2 separate regions of the Mus musculus genome follow, and region 1 is linked to region 2. A link is a contact called in public HiChIP or PLAC-seq data. All regions are on one chromosome and are shown on one strand. The core of a region is the stretch at or near the end of the contact, and the rest is flanking DNA. Distances in the headings are between cores, read along the strand shown. Region 1 holds the start of Gapvd1 (GTPase activating protein and VPS9 domains 1). Region 2 holds the start of Lrsam1 (leucine rich repeat and sterile alpha motif containing 1).

Region 1 (6,368 bases), core at 1,681-4,180, 1.8 Mb after region 2:
CACACATGTAAACACATGAACATTTATATACCCATACAACACACATACAAAAGAAGGTAAGAGGAAAAAAAATTAGCAAATACAAAAATTTCTTTTCACAAGCTTCAGGGGCTTGAAAGTGTGTGATGCCTCAGCACAAAAATCACAACACTCATTTCCTCTTCTTCCTACAGTGTTGAGCTGATTCCCCAGTACACTGGATGAAATATCTACGGTCTGGTCTATCTTTCAAAACTACACTGGTATCATTCACATATATATATATATTTTAAAGGGCAGGAGTGGTGGCTTACACCTATATCCCCAGCACTTGGAAGACAAAGGTAGAAGGACCACACAGCACATTTGAAGCCAACCTGGTGTACATACCCAGTTTTAGGTGAACAGGGCTATTGAGTCCTTGATTATAAAATTCTCTTGCAGGGAAGCGGGGAGGAGATAGGGGATTTTCAGAAGGGAATCTAGGAAAGGGGATAACATTTGAAATGTAAATAAAGAAAATATCCAATAAAAAATATTTTAAAAATCTTTTGCATGTATCTCATTCTGTCTGCTTTTCTTTTTTCTTTTTTTCCCCTCTCTTTTTTCTTACTGAATGACAAAATTTGGGTACTGTTAAGTCCCCTTCAAAGTTTATCTTTATTTCAGGAATTCTTAATCATTCTGTGCCATGGATAGTCTGGGGAAGTTTAAGGTTCCCTTCTCAAAATGCTTTTAAAAGCAAAACTCTGCCCGGTGTGGTGGTGCACGCCTTTAATCCCAGCATTCGGGAGGCAGAGGCAGGCAGATTCTGAGTTCGAGTGCAGCCTAGTCTACAAAGTGAGTTCCAGGACAGCCAGGGCTATACAGAGAAACCCTGTCTCAACCCCCCCACCCAAAAAAAAAAAGCAAAACTCCTATCAGTACAAAGGAAACCAATTATACTGACATATTATGAAATGTAAAACTGACATGTATGTATAGCTACATCTTATTACATAAGATAAGATATAGCAGAAACTCACAGACTCAAAGAAATCCATCAACAAACATGATATTTTGAGAATGCTCCAACTGTAAACATAACACAAAAATATCTGTAAATTCTATTGGTGACAAACTCACAGGGATTGCTAATACTACTGTGGTTTGGTACTTGTTTTTATAACTAAAGGCAACAGTTTCAATTACTGGTTTGTAAATAAAGGTGTAATTTTACCTTCATTCTCACTAAAGACATTCTATCTACATTCAATGCACCGAGGAACCACGAGTTGGAAGCTCTAGTTCCCAGACCTCATCCTTTTTGCTCAAACTCAAAATTTTCATTTTATTAAGTTTAATTTAATTGAGTCTTAACGTTAAAAAAACCAGAGTCCTCGTCGTTCCTACCGCTTATCTGACTCCTCACCTTATTTCACTTTATTTAGAATTATGCCTTGGATCCCGCTCGTTTCTGAGGTCTATCCAGGCAGCACCCGTGACAATTCTGTCCGTCAATAAAAGTCGACAATTGAAAGAAGAGAGATGGACAGAACGGACACTTCAAGACCACCAGCAGCAAGTGCACAGACGCCAAGCCCGGCGCGCGTTTGCGGGTGCACGGCGTCCCCAGCCCGGAGCGTCCGGCGCGTCCCTGGCGGCGCTCCCAAGCCATTCGGTCCGCTCCTGGCCTCCCGGGCTCGGCTGCCCACCTGCCCCGGACGCCCACAGAGGCGACCCGCGCTACTGCGCCCCTTCCCGCCCCGTCGCGCTCCCACCCCATCCCCCCCATGCGCCCTGTGTCCCCGCCGCCTCAGGCAGGCTGCCGGAACCCGCACGCCGCCACCCCTCTCGCGGGGCCCGGCCGCGCGGCTTCCCACCCGAGCGACGCCGGGCACGGGGCAGGCCCGGGGCCCGGGGCGGGGCGGCCGTCAGGCGCGGGCTGCGGTGCTAGGCCAGACGGCGGGGCACGCGGTGCGGACCGGCCGGGGACGCGCACTCACCGGTGAGGTCATGCGGAGGACGGCGCCCAGGTCCTCGCTGGACTGCCTCTCGGCCTCGGAGCCGTCGCCCTCGCTGCGAACTGCCACCGCCGCCCAGCCGCCGCCACAGATCGCCAGTCGGTTTCCCTGCCTCCTGCGGCGGCGCTGCCCCCTCAGCAGTGCGCGTGCGCGGCGCCGCGGGGGCCCCTGGGATCGGTGGTCCGGACCACGGCCGCCCTTCCGCTCCCGGTCGCGAACCGCCTTGCCAGGACCTGTACGCCGATCCTCCGCCCTCACGTCTCCGTGTACCTGGTGCTAGAGAAGACGGGTGGAAGAAAAATGACACTCCTCTCTTGCTCGGAACATCATCCAATAGCCAGCCTCTCTCTCTCTCTCTCTCTCTCTCTCTCTCTCTCTCTCTCCTCTCTCTCTCTCTCTCTCTCTCTCTCTCTCTCTCTCTCTCTCTCTCGCTCTTCCCCTTTCACTTAAAAGCTATGCCAATTGGACGGTATCTTCATTTTTAACTTATAAATATAATTTCCCACTTCTCGTTTTGTCGATTTTTATTGTAACTGTGTTATTTAAAAATAACATTACATTAAATAAACTGTAAACTGTGTTACATTAAATAGGCTTAGGTCGGTTTTGTTTTTTCAAAAAAAAAAAAAAAATGAAAGGACGCGTCAAGTTAGCAGAAGTGAACAGTCCCAGAAACCTTAGAGCTAGAACATACCTTAAAGGTCATCGGTGCAGCTCCCACCCAAGCAGGAATGGCCTCCACGTCTCACTTCTGTTTCGGATGTTCCAGTATCAGCTCACTACCTCTCAGGAGTACAGCCTGCTCCTCTCTGTTGCACAGCTCTAAATGTTAGAAAGTTCTGCCTTCTGCTGAGCTGAAATCTGCTTCCCTTGTCTTTCCTCCCTTTGCAGGTAGTTATTCTGCCTGGAAGCAAGGAGAATTGGTTCCCACTTGACAGCCCTTTAAAATATTGAAGACAATGAATATATCCTGCAACACCACGAGTCTCATGCTCCGCCCCCAAGGTGGGGGGAGGGGGAAGTGAAAACTCATCTTCCCAACTATTCAAACATAAATCAGATCCCAGACAGCTTTCCACCCGTCTTCCATACACCTCCTTTAAAAATCATCAGAATTGAACTAGCATGGTAGCTCTCACCTGTAATCTAAAACCTTTGGGAGGCTGAAGCAAATGTCTCAGAATTAGACAAAAGTTTAAACCAGCCTGAGCTACACAGGATGTCTAGACCAGCGGGAGCTATCCTTTGAGACCCTGCCTCAAAAGGAAATTCTTTTGTCACAATTTGCTTCCTATTTGCTACTTTGTTACAATAGCATTGTGGGTATCAAGTAAAATGTCTTTGGTACCATGTTGCCATTCAACAGAGTTCAATTAAAGATTATCAGTCGGGTCTGTTACATTGTACAAAGCACCAACCAGATGAAAAAGCAAGTGGATACAATTTACAATATAAAGTGGAGAGTATCTCCCATAGATTGAGTTTTGTAACAATAAACTAAATTACAAAGTGCTATGAAGAATTACAAAGTGTTATGAGATTCCAGAGAAAGAGACCATATTGAATTAAGAAATCAAGACCTAGGCTGAGTTTTGTGGCCCATGACTTTAATCCCAGCAGTTGGAAGGCAAAATCAGACCAATCTCAGAGTTCCAGGATAACCAGGATTATACAGAGCCCCTGTCTCAAAAGGCCAAAGAAGAAAAGAAAGAAAGGAAAAGAGATTTGGCTGTGACTAGATTCCAAGGTAGATGAGTCAGGATCCCAGCACTCAAGAGGCAAAAACAGGCAGGCGGAGGCAAAAACAGGCAGGCAGATCTCAAGGCTAGCCTAGTCTACAGAGCAAGTTCCAGGACAGTGCTACACAGAGAAATCTTGTTTAAAAAAAAAAAAAAAAAAAAAAAGGAAAAGAAAAAGAAAAAGAAAAAGAAAAAAAATCCAGAAAAAGAGAGGGGGAGGATATAAAATTTGTAGACTGCATAAGGGAAAACCCCCTTGAACAGAAGATTGTGTTCAAAGGCTCCAGAGCTCCAGAGCACAAAATCCACCTGCCTCTGCCTCCCAAGTGCTGGGATTAAAGGCTTGTGCCACCACTGCCCAGCTTGAAGAAAGGCTTTCAAAGACACAAAAGGAAACCTTCAAGTAAAGGCATTTGCCACCAAACCGAACCACCAGAGTTTGACACCAAACACCCCACATAGGGGAGGAAGGATAAATGACTCCTGCAATATTTTCTGACCACCACTGTGGCAAAAACTTGCCCCCCATAAACAAACAAACAAACACACAAATAAATTGTGTGAATGTATAAATGTGTAAATACATAAATGAATATACATAAATAAAAAGAAAGGGAAGGGTTCTAAAGAAGCTAAGAGTTATGAAGTAAGTAGATTGTGCATTGTAAGTACAACGAGAACAGGAATGTTCGGTTCACTGGCCTGAGCCCTGTTCTGTCTGTCACCTACAGATGGAGTGCCTGACCTAGACAGACAGCTTTTAATCTTCCCATTCAGCATTCCCAAAGAATGTAACATTCTTACCAGAAACCCAAATCACTACCACAATGACTCTTGTTATAGTAGGCTGTGAAGTAGCTATTACACTCAACACACTTTACATGTGGGAAAGCAAAATATATGGTCAAAATAAATAAATTTGGGAAAAAAAATTATCAGAATTTAGCAAATAGTGCTGCTCTGTAGGGAGAGCAACTATGCTCTTTCTAGAATTTGTCATGGTGATAATTTTTTCCTTACTATTGTTTGGGTGTGGTGGTTTACACCTGTAATGGCAGCATTTGGAACATGGAAAGAGGAAAATGGAGAGTTTGAAGCAAGCATAGGGTATCTGAGACTCTGTTTCAAGAATGAATAAATAAAAACAATGAATTCTATCCAAAGGCATTTTTTTTTCTGATACACAACTCCACCAACCACACTATACAGGCATATCAATTATTTGTGCACAGTCACAAATTCTTACTGAATCGTGCTAGGCATGGTGGTACATACAGGTAATGTCAGTGTTTAGGAGGCTGAGACAGGAGAATCACAATTTGACGCCAGCCTAGCCTGGAGAGCAAGACCTTGTCTCAACTGACCACAGCAGTGCCAATTCCTATTGGATCTTCATGAAAGGTAAGCTGTTCTGACTCCCAATTCTGTGCTGCTCATTAAAGCTCTCTGCTTCAAAAGCACACACCAGTGACAAACTCAGACTTCAAACTTTTGAAATGATTGCTTTCTTTTCTTGGACATCTAACCAGTCTGAGAGAAGCAAGATAAAACAAAACAAACAAAAATTGGGTGATCTGCCAAACTTCATTATTGATTAGATGTGTTAAACTACAAAAAAAAAAAAAATTTAAAGCAGTAACTTTGTAAATTCAAGGCCAGCCTAGTCTACATAACAAGTTCCAGGCCAGCCAGAAGGAGAGAAGGAGGAGAAGGAGAGAAGGAGGAGAAGGAGGAGGAGAAGGAGGGAGAGGAAGAGGAGGAGGACAGGAGAGATGATTCAGCACCTAAGAACAGTGGCTGTTCTTCCAGAGGTCCTGAGTTCAATTCCCAGCAACCACATGGTGGCTCACAACCATCTGTAATGGAATCTGATGCCCTCTTCTGGTGTGTATGAAGACAGCTACAGTGTATCACATACATAAAATAAATAAATAAGTCTAAAAAATGAGGAGGAGGAGGAGAAGGAGGAGGAGAAAGGAGATGATGATAAAGCAGCAGCTGCAGCCACTTAGCTTGGTGGCACTCCGGAGGCAGAGGCAGGCGGATCTCTGTGAGTTTGAAGCCAGCCTGGTCTACACAGAGAGTTCCAGAACAGCCAGAGTTGCATAATAGAACTTCTCTCAAAAAGATTTTTTTAAAAACTCATTTAGCCGGGCGGTGGTAGCACATGCCTTTAATTCCAGCACTTGGGAGGCAGAGACAGATGGATTTCTGAGTTTGAGGTCAGCCTGGTCTACAGAGTGAGTTCCAGGACAGCCAGGGCTACACAGAGAAACCCCGTCTCAAAAAACAAAAATAAATAAATAAATTTTAAAAATAAAATAAAAACTCATTTTTTACTTATTTATTTGTCACTTATGGAGGTCAGAGGACAACCTGTAGGAATTTGTCTTCCCCTTCTACCAGGTAGTACCTGGGATTAGAACTTGGATCATTCCTGGGCATATATCCAGAAGATGTCCCAACCGGTAAGAAGGACACATGCTCCACTATGTTCATAACAGCCTTATTTATAATAGCCAGAAGCTGGAAAGAACCCAGATGCCCCTCAACAGAGGAATGGATACAGAAAATGTGGTACATCTACAGAATGGAGTACTACTCAGCTATTAAAAAGAATTAATTTATGAAATTCCTAGCCAAATGG
Region 2 (6,267 bases), core at 2,158-4,657:
TTTTTAAATGAAATGTTTTTGAGACCGGGTCTCACGTCGCTTCAAACTCATCATGTAGACAACCCTGGTTCCGACTCCTGTCTTCCTGCTGCACTTCCCAAGAACTAGCTCTGCACAGCCTCAAGGGAAAGGCTTTGGAAAGTCAAGCCTTCTGGGCAGTGGTGGCGCACACCTTTAATCCCAGCTCTCAGGAAGCAGAGGCAGGCGGATCTGAGGTTGAAGGCAGCCTGGTCTACAGAGCAAGTTCTAGGACAGCCAGGGCTACACCTGAGATAAATCCAGCCCCACCTCCTGTCCCCCCAAAAGTCTTCCACTCCTTCTGTGTGTTTACAAAATTCTGCTCATCCTGTGAGCATTCACTGTGTTTTGCTTCTTAAGATTAGTGGTGGGGCTGGCAAGATGGCTCAGAGGTTAAGAGTACTGACTGCTCTTCCAAAAGGTCCTGAGTTCAAATCCCACAACCACATGGTGGCTCACAACCACCCGTAATGAGATCTGACGCCCTCTTCTGGTGCGTCTGAAGACAGCTACAGTGTACTTATGTATAATAATAAATAAATCTTTGGGGCTGAGTGAGAAGGGACTGAGCAAGCGGGGCTGACTGGAGGGAGCAGAGGTCCTAAATTCAATCCCCAACAACGACATGAAGGCTCACAACCATCTGTACAGCTACAGTGTGCTCACATACATAAAATAAATAAATAAATCTTTAAAAAAAAATAAAGGTTAGTGGTAACTGGTTATGGTTTTTCAGCCTTTTTGTTTTGTTTTGGTTGGCTCTCTGCATTCCCTTCCTGAGTTCTTGCTTTCTCACCCTGCCCTCAGTGACTGGGTTAGGGGCTGTCTGAGCACATGCAACATTTTATTTCCTGGTGCAACTGAGGCTATTTCTGCAGACAGGATCTCTATAGCTCAGGCTAACCTGGACTCACAGTGTAGCCCTCTATAGCACTGAACCTGGGGCAGTCTTCTTGCCTCAGCCTCCCAGAGGCCAAGATCACAGGTATAAGCCACCACACCTAGTTCTCAAGGCTTTAAAAGAAAAAAAAAAGTATTCAGGTAAAACATCCTTGTAGAATGGAGAAAATAAGGGAAAAGCCCATAGATGTAAGGAGCTGGAAGGGGCCACAGCCACAGTGACTGAGGTCCAGCAGGGAAAGAAACCATCAGGTAGTGCCACACACGCATCCTGCGAGGAAGGGCACTCCCAGGGCTGGGAAGGCAGAGTTACCCAGGGTGCAAAAGGGGAGCCGAGGAGCCCGAGAGAATACGCTGAGCCTTACCAGACACATCTGGTACTCCAGGCGTTTTCGAGCCTCCTCACTGGGTTTCCGCTTCCGAAAGAAGAGGGGCATCCTCCGGTGTGAGCTCTTCTGGACCCTAGAGGACGGCAGAGAGATCAGCGCCTGGGAACTTGCACTGCGTCCGACCTGCAGACAGGCAGCTCAGCAGTGCAGCAGCTGTCTGCAAGACTGTGCGTTCCATGTGGGCCGGGCTGTCTACCTCATCCAGCTGGGCCCTGAGCCCACACGACAGAGCCCAACACTTTGTTTTACTGACAAAGCAAAGCCTAGAGTAGAAAGAACAGAACACGCCAAGTACTCTGGGCTCGACCTACTTTGCCACTGCCCCTCTGCGGCGCCGGCATCACCCTCCCAGTGCTAAGCGTTTCCCCCACCAAGGGAAGATTCCCCCAGGTGCCTTCCAAGGATGTTCTCTGAAGACTCTGGACAGACTCAGCTGATGAGTCACTTCCAGCTCTGGAAATTGTCAGGATGGAACCATCAAGACCAAACTGGAGGTAGCCGTGACTTGGGGGAACTCAACTATATCAATACTAGAGAGATCTATGAGTTAAGCAAAAATCAAAATGCAATCTTCAGGCACCTTAGCAGGCTTCCAGCTACTGCTCATTTGGTTCTCCTTACAGCCCCGTGGAGAATCCGATGCTGAGTAAGGTCATTCATCTGGTGATATGACCTGGGTTGTAGAAACACCAGGCTGGGACACTTGCCTTTCAAGTCCTGATCCTGTGCCGCTTGCACGGCTCCTTGGACCTCCCAGTTTAGCCAAGTTAATCATTGTGTCCTGAATTCAGTAGCTGGCTGCCCATAGCTGGCTGCAACTTCCAGTGCTGTCTAAGGGCCAGCAATAGGAAGGACATAATCATTTGGAGGAAGTGTGTAACTCACGGCATGGGCTCTGACACCTAAGACATTAGCTGTGTCACTTTGTGTCACTGGTCGGAGCCGGTTTCCTCATTTGTAATATGGAGCAATGTTGCCAATGCTGGCCTCTGTGGGGTCAGTGACTTCATGTATGTCAGGTCTATGCCATAGACTCTGCCACAGGGTACCACACACATGACAAATGCACTCAGGTACTATTACAGTTGCTAAGGAGAAGAGGGCTGGAGGAGCCTTGCAGTAGAGGACACATGTGGTCCTGAGGGATTTCAGGTCTCCATTTGTGGGCGTGGGCTGTCAGAGGAGGTTGCTGGGCCTGCAGGGCCTGCTCAGGACTCTCCGCACTCAATTGCAGCACTCCTGAGAGACAGCTCCCTCCATCCCTATCTGATGGCCACGACTTAAATCCCTTACAGATGGCTCACTAATGACTAGCCTCCCTCGCCCCCATCCTCCAGATCTACATTTCCAAATACCTTCTTCAATGACTATCTCTGCCAATTCCCCCTCCCTCACCGTTCTCAGCAGGGCTCGTTCAGTTCTGGTTTGAACTTTCCTGATGGTCCAGCTTGGCTGGGAAGAACCACACCCATCCTTCCCTGGCAGGGCTGGCCAGCGGCTAACCTGGCTCTGTGGATGGGGAGGTCCTCCACCGATGTTCCGATTCTTGGGTGGACCTCAAGGTAGGCCAGTCACTCCGAAGACTTGGCCACAGATACAAACCATTGGCCCCCAAAAGCTGAGCTGGTGTCCGGTCTCCTTCAAACATAGAAGTGAGCACCGAAACTTTAAATTTCAGAAAGACACGCAACTCAGGATGACAAAGTCTCGAGATTCTAGAAACCAAGGAATTGCAGAATTAAAGACTCGTGATTAGACTCGAATAGTTTGTTTCTGTAACTAACATGCACATACCGCAAACAGGTTAGGAGGGTACTAGGGTGGCACTGGTACTAGGGTCGCTCAAGTCAGGTGCAGATCCCTTAGGGGAGGGGCGGGGCCCTGGGCTGGGTCCCAGGGGCTCCAGAGTCACCGTCAAGAGAAGGGAACGTGGACCAGGAACCAGGACCTCTGGTGCAGCCCTACTCTGTTGCCCAGGCAAGGTGCTCCGAACATTTACCCCTTCCGAATCCCGAGCTCACCCACAGACCAAGCTCTGCAGTCCTCTGCCGCAGACGCCTGCCCATAAGAAACAGGGCGACCAGGGTGTCGCCCAGAGACTGGGTGGGGCCAGCGGTTCTCGCGAGAGCTGAGCTTTTCCGCCTATATCCGGCGTGGGCGGAGCAGGATCCGTCTTTTCGGCTTTCGGCTCGGAGGAGGCAACGGTGCAACTTTCTTCGGTCGTCCCGAATCCGGGTTCATCCGACACCAGCCGCCTCCACCATGCCGCCCAAGTTCGACCCCAACGAGGTCAAAGTCGGTGCGTGCCCTCGCCGCGCCCGGGTGCTGTCCCGGGGCCTGGCGGGTCTCCCTTGGGCCTTGGCTGCCACGTGTGTAAGAGGGGAGGGAGCCCGACGCTCTGGCGGCCCGTGCGCCTTAGGGTAAGGCCTGGCCCGGGACATCTGAAGCCCGACGGCAGCGCGCAGGGCGGCCTGCGCCGCAGAGGTTCTGATTTTGCTTTTTCTTCAGTGTACCTGAGGTGCACCGGAGGCGAGGTCGGCGCCACATCCGCCTTGGCCCCGAAGATCGGTCCTCTGGGTCTGGTAAGTCGTCGCTCCCGAGCCGTAGACCTCTAACGTGCATGCTGTTTGGCCTGTAGATGTGTTCTGTCCCCGTGGAGGGCAGAAGAGGCCACCATGTCCCTGGTGCAGGCCGGGATGTGGGTGCTGGGACTTGGGACGCAAAGGAAAACTGAGATAACACGTGCACGGAGGCTCGTGCCACAGCCCGGTTGAGGCAGCCATTGGACTTGCTTAAATCCACTAGCCTCCGTGGGTAACGCACGGGAACCTAGTGTTTAAAGCTCCGAGGGTTCCCCATTGCAGCAGAAAGTGTTTTGCTTTGTTAGCCCTTACTGCAGAGTTGTCTTAGTGAAGAAGGATGTGGAGCCATTGTGGGCAGGCTCCTGTGGGACGGTGAGGAGGGCTGGCGGTGAGCTTGAAGGTCCTGGCTTCAACTTTGGGCACATGGTAACGAATGCTATTATTTCTACAGTCTCCGAAGAAAGTTGGCGATGACATTGCCAAGGCTACCGGTGACTGGAAGGGTCTCAGAATTACAGTGAAACTGACCATCCAGAACAGACAGGCCCAGGTATTTACATTGCTTGCTGTGGGGGGTTGAGGGAAGGGTTGAGATAGCAGCCCTCAGGAATCATGGGTCTTGGCAAAGATTTCCCTGTCCCGGTGAATCGGATTTTATCCTTGTGGGAGGGCTATACGACAGGGTTCACTGTAAGTCAGTAGTAGGTGCCAGGGTGCAGGAGTCCGCCATGCTAGGGATTCAACTCTGGAGGTGAGGCCAGCAGGAAGCACCTTAGCTAGCCGAGCTGTTTTTTCGGGGCCCTTTAGCGTGTCTGGTGGTGGTTGGTTTTCTGGGCTGTGTTCACATCAAGTCTCTTTGCAGATCGAGGTGGTGCCTTCTGCCTCAGCCCTGATCATCAAAGCCCTCAAGGAGCCACCGAGAGACAGGAAGAAGCAGAAGAACAGTGAGTCGGCCCCACTCCCTGGGTTTCCGCTGCAGTGTGCTACTCAGCTGTGTCGACCCCTTTCTTGGGACCTAGGGGTGGAATGAGATCACAGTAGGCGTCTGTTGTCTGTTCCCTTTCCTGGGTGCAGAAATGAAACAGTGCCTCAGGGGTTTAACTTTATCTGTTTCCATCCCTAAAATCGTGTTAGGGCTGCTGGTGAGGACTTGCTTGTGCCCCAGCCACCCGCCACTGCACCTGACCAGTATTGTTGGCTGGTGCAATCCAGTGGTGAGCTGACAGTGAGCCCCAGCTTTTAGGAAACAGGGCTGTCCTACATGTGGATGGCTCTGTGCCGAAAGCATGGGAACAGCCCAGCGATAGGTAAAATGGAGCCATGATCTCAGAAGACAGGGGAAGCTGTAAAAGGCCCTGTACTTGCTTTCTGCAGTTAAACACAGTGGGAACATTACTTTTGATGAGATTGTCAACATTGCCCGGCAGATGAGACACCGGTCTTTGGCTAGAGAACTTTCTGGTAAGAGCACGCTATTTTCCCTGAGTGGTGGCTGCCACTTTGCTGTTGAAGGTTCAAGATTTGGATTTTCCCATGGATCCATATTTTTTCCCTGTGTTCCTGCAATGGAACCCTGGAATTCTTTCCCCTGTGACTGAGGCCACCATTCTTACTGTAGGAACTATCAAGGAGATCCTGGGTACTGCACAGTCTGTGGGCTGCAATGTGGATGGCCGCCACCCTCATGACATCATAGATGACATCAACAGTGGTGCAGTGGAGTGCCCAGCTGTAAGTGACTGTTATATAAGGGGGAAGCAGTTAGGCTGGGGGAAAGCTGGACTTTTGTTGCTTTACTTTTGGTGTTTTACTGGGGCATTGTTAACTTATATTCCCTGTTGTGATTGACAATATTTCTTTTCCCACAGAGTTAAGAAGCAACAAGAAAATATTCCAATAAAAGACTATCTGATAACCAGTGAATGGGCTTGGCTGCTTTTTGGGGCCAGGGGAGGGTTTTGGGAGGTTCAGTATGGCTGTGGTAGCAGGATCTAGAAAGCACTGATTCAAAGTCCTGGGGTAGTACAGCCTAGAAGGAAAGGCACTTCTGTGGGCGTGGCTGGGAGGTTCAGAGCTATGAGTCTTAAGTCAGATGGATGATACACTAAAGCTTGCTCTGGATCCTCCCCATCCTGGAGGTACAGTGGGATCTCTGGCATAGCAATTGCATTAATCCTTAACATTTTCCATAAGTCTGGGGAATGTGGTTTTGGTAGATATCTACAATTAACAAAAGCTACTAAGTACAGCAGGGCATATTGAAAGAGCAGCGTAAACCTGGACCAATGGCAGTAGCAGTAACAACACAAGGGAAAATAATGCTTTGTGACCTTTGCATTTTTCCAATAAAATTGTATTTAGAGAAGCAAACCCAGTGC

The links. HiChIP or PLAC-seq counts read pairs in DNA pulled down with a chosen protein or histone mark.
Region 1: an H3K27ac HiChIP or PLAC-seq map of large pre-B cells shows a contact between it and region 2, with 8 times the contacts expected there. The contact joins the promoter of Gapvd1 here to the promoter of Lrsam1 in region 2. A contact is called at or near these places in 1 of 39 promoter capture datasets (hippocampal neurons) and 2 of 115 datasets of contacts at active chromatin or transcription factors (large pre-B cells and stem cell-derived neural progenitor cells).

What each region holds. Positions count from the first base shown.
Region 1 is chr2:34,752,302-34,758,669 of GRCm38.p6, forward strand. It overlaps Gapvd1 (GTPase activating protein and VPS9 domains 1), which reads right to left and starts at 2,931. Exons shown (of 27, transcript NM_001356441.1): 1 at 2,677-2,931; 2 at 1,965-2,258.
Region 2 is chr2:32,958,234-32,964,500 of GRCm38.p6, forward strand. Lrsam1 (leucine rich repeat and sterile alpha motif containing 1) reads right to left here and starts at 3,408. Exons shown (of 26, transcript NM_199302.3): 1 at 3,329-3,408; 2 at 2,811-3,022; 3 at 1,284-1,380. The coding sequence starts at 1,355. Rpl12 (ribosomal protein L12) reads left to right here and starts at 3,479. Exons shown (of 7, transcript NM_009076.3): 1 at 3,479-3,606; 2 at 3,816-3,889; 3 at 4,341-4,439; 4 at 4,752-4,833; 5 at 5,264-5,350; 6 at 5,508-5,620; 7 at 5,758-5,812. The coding sequence starts at 3,570. The coding sequence ends at 5,763. It overlaps Snora65 (small nucleolar RNA, H/ACA box 65), which reads left to right and starts at 5,068; the gene lies at 5,068-5,185.